2 separate regions of the Sus scrofa genome follow, and region 2 is linked to region 1. Evidence: chromatin contacts called from public HiChIP or PLAC-seq data. All regions are on one chromosome and are shown on one strand. The core of a region is the stretch at or near the end of the contact, and the rest is flanking DNA. Distances in the headings are between cores, read along the strand shown. Region 1 holds the start of PDLIM4 (PDZ and LIM domain 4). Region 2 holds the start of IRF1 (interferon regulatory factor 1).

Region 1 (4,201 bases), core at 1,262-3,761:
GAGGCTGGCATTTCTTCTGGGAGGTTGAGAAACACGGAGGATTCTCAACAGGGAAATCGAAGGACAGAGTTGAATTCAGGCGGATCTCTCTGGCTGCTGAGTGCAGGGTGAACAGACAGGAGGAAGAGAGAGGGGAAGCAGAGAAGTCAGCCCAGAGGCTGGGGCGAGGACCGGCCCCATCACCTACAGCTACATTCCCAGTCTCTATTTCACTCCACCCCGCCTAGAGGCAGAGAGCCCCTACGGGGAGTTGGGCATACAGTTGGTGCTCATTCCAGGCACTAGTTTCTGGGGTCCTGGTAGCAAAACCCATTAGGATGGGGCCTGGAATGTCGTGGATGCTCAGCCAAGGCCAGCAGTCACTGTAGTTTGTGAGGAGGGAGCCCTGGACAATGTTTTGGGGGTTCCCTGAGGCTTTATGGGCTGAGGTTGCACAGTCCCAGCTCCGCCAGCCAGCCAGCCTCCTCCCTGTCTGAATGTGGCTGTCCCCACTGGGTAGGGGTAGCCCCATAAGCATGGGAGGGGCTAGGCCTTGAGTCCCTTTGGTGAGGGCACTCCCACGTATCCTCAGTGTCTGTAGACCTGCCCCGGAGGTACCTGCTGGGCAAGCTGTGGCCTGTGCCTTTCCAGCCCCATAAATCTCCTTCAGATCCCACCCCAACCCAGACTCAGCCATCCTGGCTCCTCGGGCCTGAGCTGCTGCTGCGTGACTTTGGGGGACAAGGAGGGGTTCTTCCTGGCAAACCCTTTCCCAGCCTGCCTGCCTGCCAGGGGCCTGCATCCCAATCAGCTCCAAACAAGGCCGCCGCCGCCGCCACTGCCTCTGTGACGTGTGGAGGCCTTTCCTCAGCAGGCAGGCAGCCGCGTGGGCAACAGATGTCTTTGCTCCCTGCCGCCTGCGGCCGTCAGCCGCCGCCACTGAGCCTGTCAGCGGCCTCACGCCCGGGGTGCCTGGCCTGCCGGCTGGCCTAACACCCCCACTAGCCTACCTCGGTGGACACACAGCATGACCCACACAGACACAGATGTGCTCTGTCTCTCTCTCTCTCACACACACGCACCCCAGCAGGGCTCCCTCAGGGAAATGGGAGATGAAAGGCTCCCAGATGTGTTGAAGGCCCACCTCGCTCAGCTCCAGGGACCTGCTGGCTGCGGGGCTGAGGGCAGATGTGTGAATCCTCCCAGGACAGCTGGGCCTGCCTGTCACCAGGGCCCCCAGAAATGAGATTCCATGATTCCATGCACCATCGGGTGCCCACCCCCTCCTAAGAACTGGAAAGCAGTCTCCGAAAGCCCAGCCACCTTGGCCCAGCCCCCAGGGCGAGAGGTGGCGGAAGGGCAGGGAAGGTGTTCTCTGTTCCCTGACACGGGGCCCCAAAGACCAGAGCAGCCCGTGTGCGGTCAAGGGATGGCTCCAGGTCCCCCTCCTCTCTTCCTTGCAGACTGGGAGTCCCCAGTGGCAGGCCTGAGTTCTCTCCTCTTCTGTCCCCTAGGCTGGGACCCCCAAGGACAGAGTCCAAGTCCCCTCTTCTAGCCCTTCAAATATGGGACCCCAAGGCTGGACCAGGATCCTGTCTTTCCCAGACTGGACACCCCTCTAACAGGGAGGGAGTCCTCTCCTCTGCTCCCCTGTCCTCCTCAGATTAGCCACCGCCCACCGCTATACCTCCTCCTCTTCCTCTGTCCTAAGTCTGCCACCGAGCGTCGTGGAACCTTGAACTGGGCTGAGCTTATCCTGGCCCCTGGCCTTGGGTGTCTGGTGTGTGGGGTGGGTGGTCTCCCAACTGCACAATCAAGGCTCTCCTTCCCCTGGAAGCCAAAAATCCCTCCTGGTGGTTTCCCCTTAGGACAACTGAGGTCACGGATTAGAGACTGACTAAAACCAGAGCAGGAGAGTGGATGGATCTTTCTTTCTTCCGTTTCAGAGAGGACCCCAGACCCTCTGGGATCACCCAACTTTGCTGACAGGGATCCTTGACAGGGGAAGGGGTCTCTCAGTCATTCTGGCCCAGATTGTCAGGCTGGGTTCAGTCTAAGCAGCACTTCTAGGCCTGTGTGGATCTGTCCAGACCCCTGCCCCGTGACTGCGGTCCTTTCCTGGCCTGAAGTTAGTCCCCCCAAAATGAGGCCAGCAGGCAGGCTGGTGAGGGAACCCTTGGGGGGATCCTCCAAGCGATAGGGCAGGCAGGCCCAGCAGGAGGGGGAGGGGGTTGGGGCTGCGCTGCCCAGCCGAGAAGCCTCCTCTTGCAGCCTGTGGGTTACCCAGGCCAACCCTTGGCCTTTGAGCCTCCGGGACGTCGGGGATCCGAGTCTCGGGTAGACTGCAAGGGCTGAGTGTAAGATCCAGGACCTCCCCGCCGCCCAGGGGTCGCTGGACTCACCCGCGAGATGGTGAGGGGTACGCTGAAGTCCCGGCCGCCCACCAGGCGGAAGCCCCAGGGCGAAGGGCCGCGCAGGGTCACGGAGTGGGGCATCGCGAGCCGGAGCTGCAGCCGGAGCTAGAGCCGGACACTGAGGAGCCGCCGCGGTTGCCGCCGCCGCCGCCGCCTGGACGCCGCGCCCCGCCCCCGGCCCGCCCGCCCCCGTACCCCCCTCCGCCCGGCCCCCGCCCCCGCTCCCCGCGCGCCCGGATTGGCCCTGCGGCCGACCCGACCCTCCCACTTCGGGGGGCTCTGAGGACCCGCCCCTTAGCCCTGCACACCCACCAGATTTTCGGAGACCCCAGGTCTGGGGCGGCCCCGACGTTCGAAATCTTGCCCAGGCCTCCACTGTGCGGCCCCGCAGACCCGAGCCCGGCTGCGGAAGCTCAGGCCTGGCCTTTTGAAGCTGCTTCTACGGGGCGGCGCCCCAGCCCGGGAACGATGGGGGAGCAAGGGCAGCCCAGATGGGGGATGGGGCCGCGCCTTGCTCAGAAACCTCCTCAAGGCCCTGGCAGGCCAACCTGCGGCCCCACCCGTCGGTAGTGCGCAGAGACCTCCGAACAGCGAGCGCTGATGGGAATCCGGAGCAGGCCTGGGCCAGGGTCGCAGATCCAGGATGACAGAGGGTAGCGCCAAGTATCGGAGTGGGAACACAAATGTACCCAGGCTCATTTGGGGAGGTCAGGAAGGCTGTCTGAACGAGGTCGTGACCCCAGACTTGAATTTAGAAGCAAAATGCCCTGTCTTATCTTTCCAGGTGTCACTGCTTCCCCAGGACACTCATTCCTTCTCCCGCTGCCCCCTCCTTCCAAGCCTTCTCCCTGTGTGCATGGTCCCCTTCCCTCCTCCTTTGCGGGGAGCTTTGTTTCCCCTGCTACCTGAAAGAGGAGCAGCGAGGGTAGCTGGCGTGGTGGCTTTGCCACGTTGGAGGGTGTGAAGTGTCTGGGGGAAGTGGGGTCTTGGACAGCCCTTCACTTGGGCCCTCTCTAGTCTTCTCTCTGCTCTCAACCATTGCCCTCCAGGGATCTCCTTGAACAACCATTGCAGGTGACATGGCTTGGCCAGGGCCACACCTATCACTCTCTGGCTCTCCTGGACACGTGGGTCTGGCTACACATCAAAGCATCGCTCTTTGCTGTTACAGACTTTGAGGACACCCCTAATTTAACCAGTTTTGACAACCCTGTGTGCCTTCTTGTCCAAGTTCTGTTAAGGAGCCTTGGGAGGCTAACAGGTTATGGGGTTAGATGTGTCTGTGGGATCTGTAATACCTCAAGAAGGAGGGCGCTTCAGAGGCACGAACTTGGGGTGGTCCGCAGAAGCAGGTGTACCCTTCAGAGTGGACCAGGAATGCCTCTCTGGGAGAGAGGGTGCTGCTGTCTGTTCTGCTGGCAGAGAAACACAAGCGGTGTGTGTGTGGGAGGGTGTGTACGTGAGGGGATGTGTGTATCCAGGGGATGTCAGCCACTGGGCTTTCAATTCGGGAGGGAGGTTTCTGCTCAGCTCCGTCCAGTCTTGGACCCAACATGGACCAAAGGGAAAGGCTGGCAAAAGAGTTGGCCGCTGGATGGTCCCTCAGGAACCCTTAGGACGGAGGCTCCCCAGGACTTGGACCCCACTGAAGGATGTGGAGATTGGGGTCAACTGTCACTGTCACTAACTGTCTAGGATTAGCTGCATCGCATGGCTGGGTGCTTACAAGCCTCATCAGGATCCCAAGAGCCATAGTGAATATAAATGGTGCAGAGCTTTGCTGGGGGGTGGGGGTGGGGGGGCTCCAG
Region 2 (4,201 bases), core at 1,093-3,592, 230 kb before region 1:
ACAGGGGTTAGCTTTATTTCACTGATTTGGAGTATAGCCCCCCCAGTCATGATAAGCAGATTCTTAGAGGCTTCAAGATTACATAAGAATCCTTAATGTTAAAAAATTTTTTAATTAAGAAAAAGCAAAGAACACTTCAAAGATGTAAATGACAATTTCATTGGTAAATCCTAACACTGGGGAATTTCTCCTTAGCAAAAAAGTATTGATGTGCGTGAAGATTGAGCTACACAGTGCTGTTGGTGTTATGAAAAAATGGAAATAACCTAAAGGTCCTACAACAGGGGATTAATTGGGTAAATTTTTATTTATCCTTGTGATAGAATATATGTACCCATTACAAATGACATTGGAGAAGTTATTTCATGACACAGGATGCTCATTTTATACATATGTACACACACAGATGATTATCTGAAGCAAAATAAAGTTCTTGTTTTAAAGCACTTTTGACACTCTCCTGTTGCCTTCACAGGGTCAATTTCTCAAAACACGTGAGCTGCAAACTTAATCTCCCTAACCTTATTCTGAATTTCCCAGTGGCTATGTCAAGTTCTTAGAGATAGGATAAGCATTCATTTGCTGCACAGAGAAAAAGACTAACTCAGGAGCCACTTGTTTTCTACTCTTCTTGCTCAGAAGGTCTTGGTCTCTATAGTGTGCTCCCATTCCCATCTGCCACTTAAAGCACCCCAATCCTTCTCCCACTTCCAGGACACCTTCCACTTTGCTTAAAACCCAGCTAGGCTCATTTCTCCCAGTTTCTCCTCCCTCTCTGCACCCATCAGTATCTGGGAGACAGCTCTGACCCATTCCTGTTGGTTTCCTGGGAACCAAGCTTGGTCTTACAGCATCAGATTTGGGTGTACCAGAATTGGATTAACCCATCCATTTCTTCCGTGGGAGGGAGCTGTAGTGTGACTGACAGGTGGAATGCTGCATCAAAGTGTCTATTTATAGCTTGTAACATTGAAATTGGGGGCTGCTACAGAGGGCGAGCTTGGGTGACAGGAGTGATACCACCAGCCTGGCCTGGAAGAGTGATTTACTTCTGAGTCAGCAGCTTTGGGGAGGTGAAGGAAGCAGCCTGCTAGGCCAGAGTTCTGGATAGAAAAATGAACATAGTCCAGTCACTAGGAGCACAAGCAGGGCAAGGTCTAGTTGTAAGCACAAGAGTTAAAGAGCTGCCATTCCCAAGAAGCTTAGGACCTGGACTTTCCAACCCTTCCGCTAGACCCACAGCCTTGCTCAGCCCTAAGCAATTCCCTCATGTTGCCCAGAAACCCTCTGGACTAAGCATTGAGGGCCCAGAGACTACACCAATGCTTCCACAGTGGGGCTCCGATGCAAGTGCCACGTGAGTCTGTGGATGTGGCCTAAAGGAAGAGGGCTAGGAGGAACCAAGGCTACCCCACCCCTACCCCAATTCAGCAGTCCTGGGTTTTCTGAAACCCTTCTTCCTTTCCCTAAGGCCAGTCGTGGGGCAGTCCCAAGGAAGTAGACAGAGAAGTGGAAGAGATCCCTCCCTGATCACTATTAGACTCTGGACAGGGACCTTGCAAATCATGCATCATCTGTAGCCCAAGTAGGGCATGGCGCTTTATAGACATCAGCCCTTTTTGTCACTGTAAAGCCAGCAAGATACGGTTATTGTTACTGGAAACTGAGATACCCACGAGTCCCTTGGCAGGCTGCACCAGCAGGGGCCAACCTGTCCAGGCAGTCCCAAACAGGGTATGCTTTCCTTTACTTCCCCAGGGCAGGTGAGTGACCTGGAGGTAGGTCACTCCTCAAAAAGGCGACCTTTTGAGAGCCAAAACCCTCCCTCTTGACACCCCATTTCCGGACTTGAGGAAGCAGGTTGGTTTTGGAGATTCAGTCCTGGCCTCCACTCTTAAGGAGGAGGCAGGTGCCCAGGTGACCCCCTCACCGGGCCTGGGGAGACTGCTGTCCCTACCCTCCATAAAGGAAGACGAAGAGATGGCCATGGCAGCTAGCAGGTTGGGGAGTGCTGAGTGACAGGAGTAACTGCGGGCCGGGGGCGTTTGGCTTTCCAGGACAGCCTTTCTCCGGGGCGAGCTGCTGTGGGGGTGGAGTGGGAGCCGGCGGGGCGGGCCCGCGGTCGCCCCGGGGCGGCGGCGCCAGGCCGGAGGGGGTGGGGAGGGGCAGCCGCCCTGTACTTCCCCTTCGCCGCTAGCTCTACAACAGCCTGATTTCCCCGAAATGATGAGGCGGCGCCGGCCAATGGGCGCCCTCGCGGCTCTTTAGGAGGCGGGGCCGGGCCTGGGCTGGGGGAATCCCGCTAAGTGTTTAGATTTCTCGCCCGCGTCGCGGTTCAGGCAGTGCGCGCCACTCCTTCGTCCAGGCAGGACGTGCGCTCGAGCCCGGCCGAGCAGAGGCCAACGGGAGCCGTGCCAAGCCAAGGCCAGCCGTGCCCAGCGGCTCCGCGGCCCGGGCATCCTCTGCCTTCTCTTCGCTCCCACCGGGAATCGCGCTCCTCGCGCCCACACAGCAGCCCTTGCAGCGCCGGGACCCTCGGGCACCACTGCCGGATAGCGCTTGCTGCCGAGGTGAGCACACCTTCTCCGCGGGAGGCATCGGTGGCGTCGAACAAAGGCGCGCAGGGCACAAGGAAGTAGGGACCGAAAACCCTAGCCGGGAGAGTGGCGGGCGCGCGGCGTTGCCTGGGTCCCGGCGCGGGCTCAGGAGGGCGCTGGAGGAGCGGCGAGCGGCTGCGCCGGGTGGGGGCAGGCGGGAGGGGAGGCGGACCGCTGCATGGACCGCCTACCCGGCCAAGGTTGCCGGCGCCCGGCCGCTGTCGCAGATCTGTGTGCGCGAAGCCGCGGGCGGCCTCTGGGTGGCCCTTGTGTGTTGGTTGCGCGCATCCACGGGACTCGAGTGTACGTCGGCGCGTGGGCGCCCTGTGCTCCTGGCGTCAGCTATCTGTGGCCCCAGCTCGCGCACAGGCCCCAGGTTTCAGGCGGTCTATGCAGGTGGCGGGGTCTGGGGCTTGCTGACCAGGGTGGCTGGAGGATCTCCCCGGGCCCCGGGAGGAGGCGCCACAGGTGTTCCTTGGGCCACTAAGCCCGAGGAGGGGAGTCTGGCGGGAATGGTTAGCGTCCTGGCCTTTGCACTGTGGCTGTTAGGGAGGTGTAGAATAGAATAGATGGGGGGGGGAGGCTGGGCGGGAGGGGGTGGTGGTCCAGAATGCAGGGTGCCTCCTTGTCCCTAAGGGAAAGTGGACAGCTAGTGGCAACAACTCAAGTATGGAAATTTCTGGCATTAAGCAAAAGAAGGCCCTAGCTTCCCAAAGGATTTGAATTTTGAGAGAAAAGTTCTGGAATTTAGATACCTGGTTTCTGTTTTGTTTTTTGTTTTTTTTTTTTTGCTTGTTTTTGTCTCTTCCTACACATATATCCTGAACCATCACTTGCATGCCTCTCTCTTCCCAAGACTGTCTAGGAGGGAGGGAGTGAAGAAAAAATGTTTTGCTCAAGGTGATAACAAGATTCGGAGGGTGGTTTTATTCCAGAGAAAGCCCTCTTCCCAGCTGTAGTACTACAATTGTAGTACTTGGTACCTGGCAGAGGGCAAGGGAGGGTAAATGAATGACCTGGGGTGGGGTAGGGTAATGTCCAGGGGCTTCTCGACAGTCCAAACAGGAGCCTTCTGTCTTCTCTTTACAGCCAACATGCCCATCACTCGGATGCGCATGAGACCCTGGCTAGAGATGCAAATTAATTCCAACCAAATCCCAGGGCTGATCTGGATTAATAAAGTGAGTGTTACTTTTTGGGTTTTTCTGCCACTGTTTTAACCTATGTCCTTTGGGGGACCAAAGCTTCCGATGCAGCTCAAAAAGGGAAGTACTGGGAAGTAGGCAGATGTGTTTCTCAGTGGGCCCTGCATGCACCAGGGCCCCACCGGCTGACTTCTGCTTGCCTCCCTTCTTGAGGTATGGACAGGTCACCCATCTGAGGGCACTGACAGGTTTCCAGTAGCAGGATACTCCCAGCATCTGCAGAGCCATAGTTCTGGTCTCTCCTGAGGGAAATACCTACAGGTACACACAGCATCCTGCAGGGCTCCAGTCAGTCAGATAAGAGACAGAAGAGTGGGCACTGCTGGCAGGGGAAGGTAGCTGGCTTAGCAGGGGACACAAGAATGAACTTTGCATTAGTCGTCCAGGCCCAGGGGGCCT

The links. HiChIP or PLAC-seq counts read pairs in DNA pulled down with a chosen protein or histone mark.
Region 2: a contact with region 1 is called in an H3K27ac HiChIP or PLAC-seq map of skeletal muscle, with 2.8 times the contacts expected there. The contact joins the promoter of IRF1 here to the promoter of PDLIM4 in region 1. A contact is called at or near these places in 4 of 47 Hi-C or Micro-C datasets (embryonic fibroblasts, fibroblasts, mesenteric adipose tissue and 1 more) and 2 of 2 datasets of contacts at active chromatin or transcription factors (alveolar macrophages and skeletal muscle).

What each region holds. Positions count from the first base shown.
Region 1 is chr2:134,554,273-134,558,473 of Sscrofa11.1, reverse strand. It overlaps PDLIM4 (PDZ and LIM domain 4), which reads right to left and starts at 2,511. Exons shown (of 7, transcript NM_001285969.1): 1 at 2,382-2,511. The coding sequence starts at 2,474. The region is part of intron 3 of P4HA2 (prolyl 4-hydroxylase subunit alpha-2); the gene reads left to right.
Region 2 is chr2:134,781,787-134,785,987 of Sscrofa11.1, reverse strand. IRF1 (interferon regulatory factor 1) reads left to right here and starts at 2,342. Exons shown (of 10, transcript NM_001097413.1): 1 at 2,342-2,570; 2 at 3,687-3,778. The coding sequence starts at 3,692. The region is part of intron 11 of SLC22A5 (solute carrier family 22 member 5); the gene reads right to left.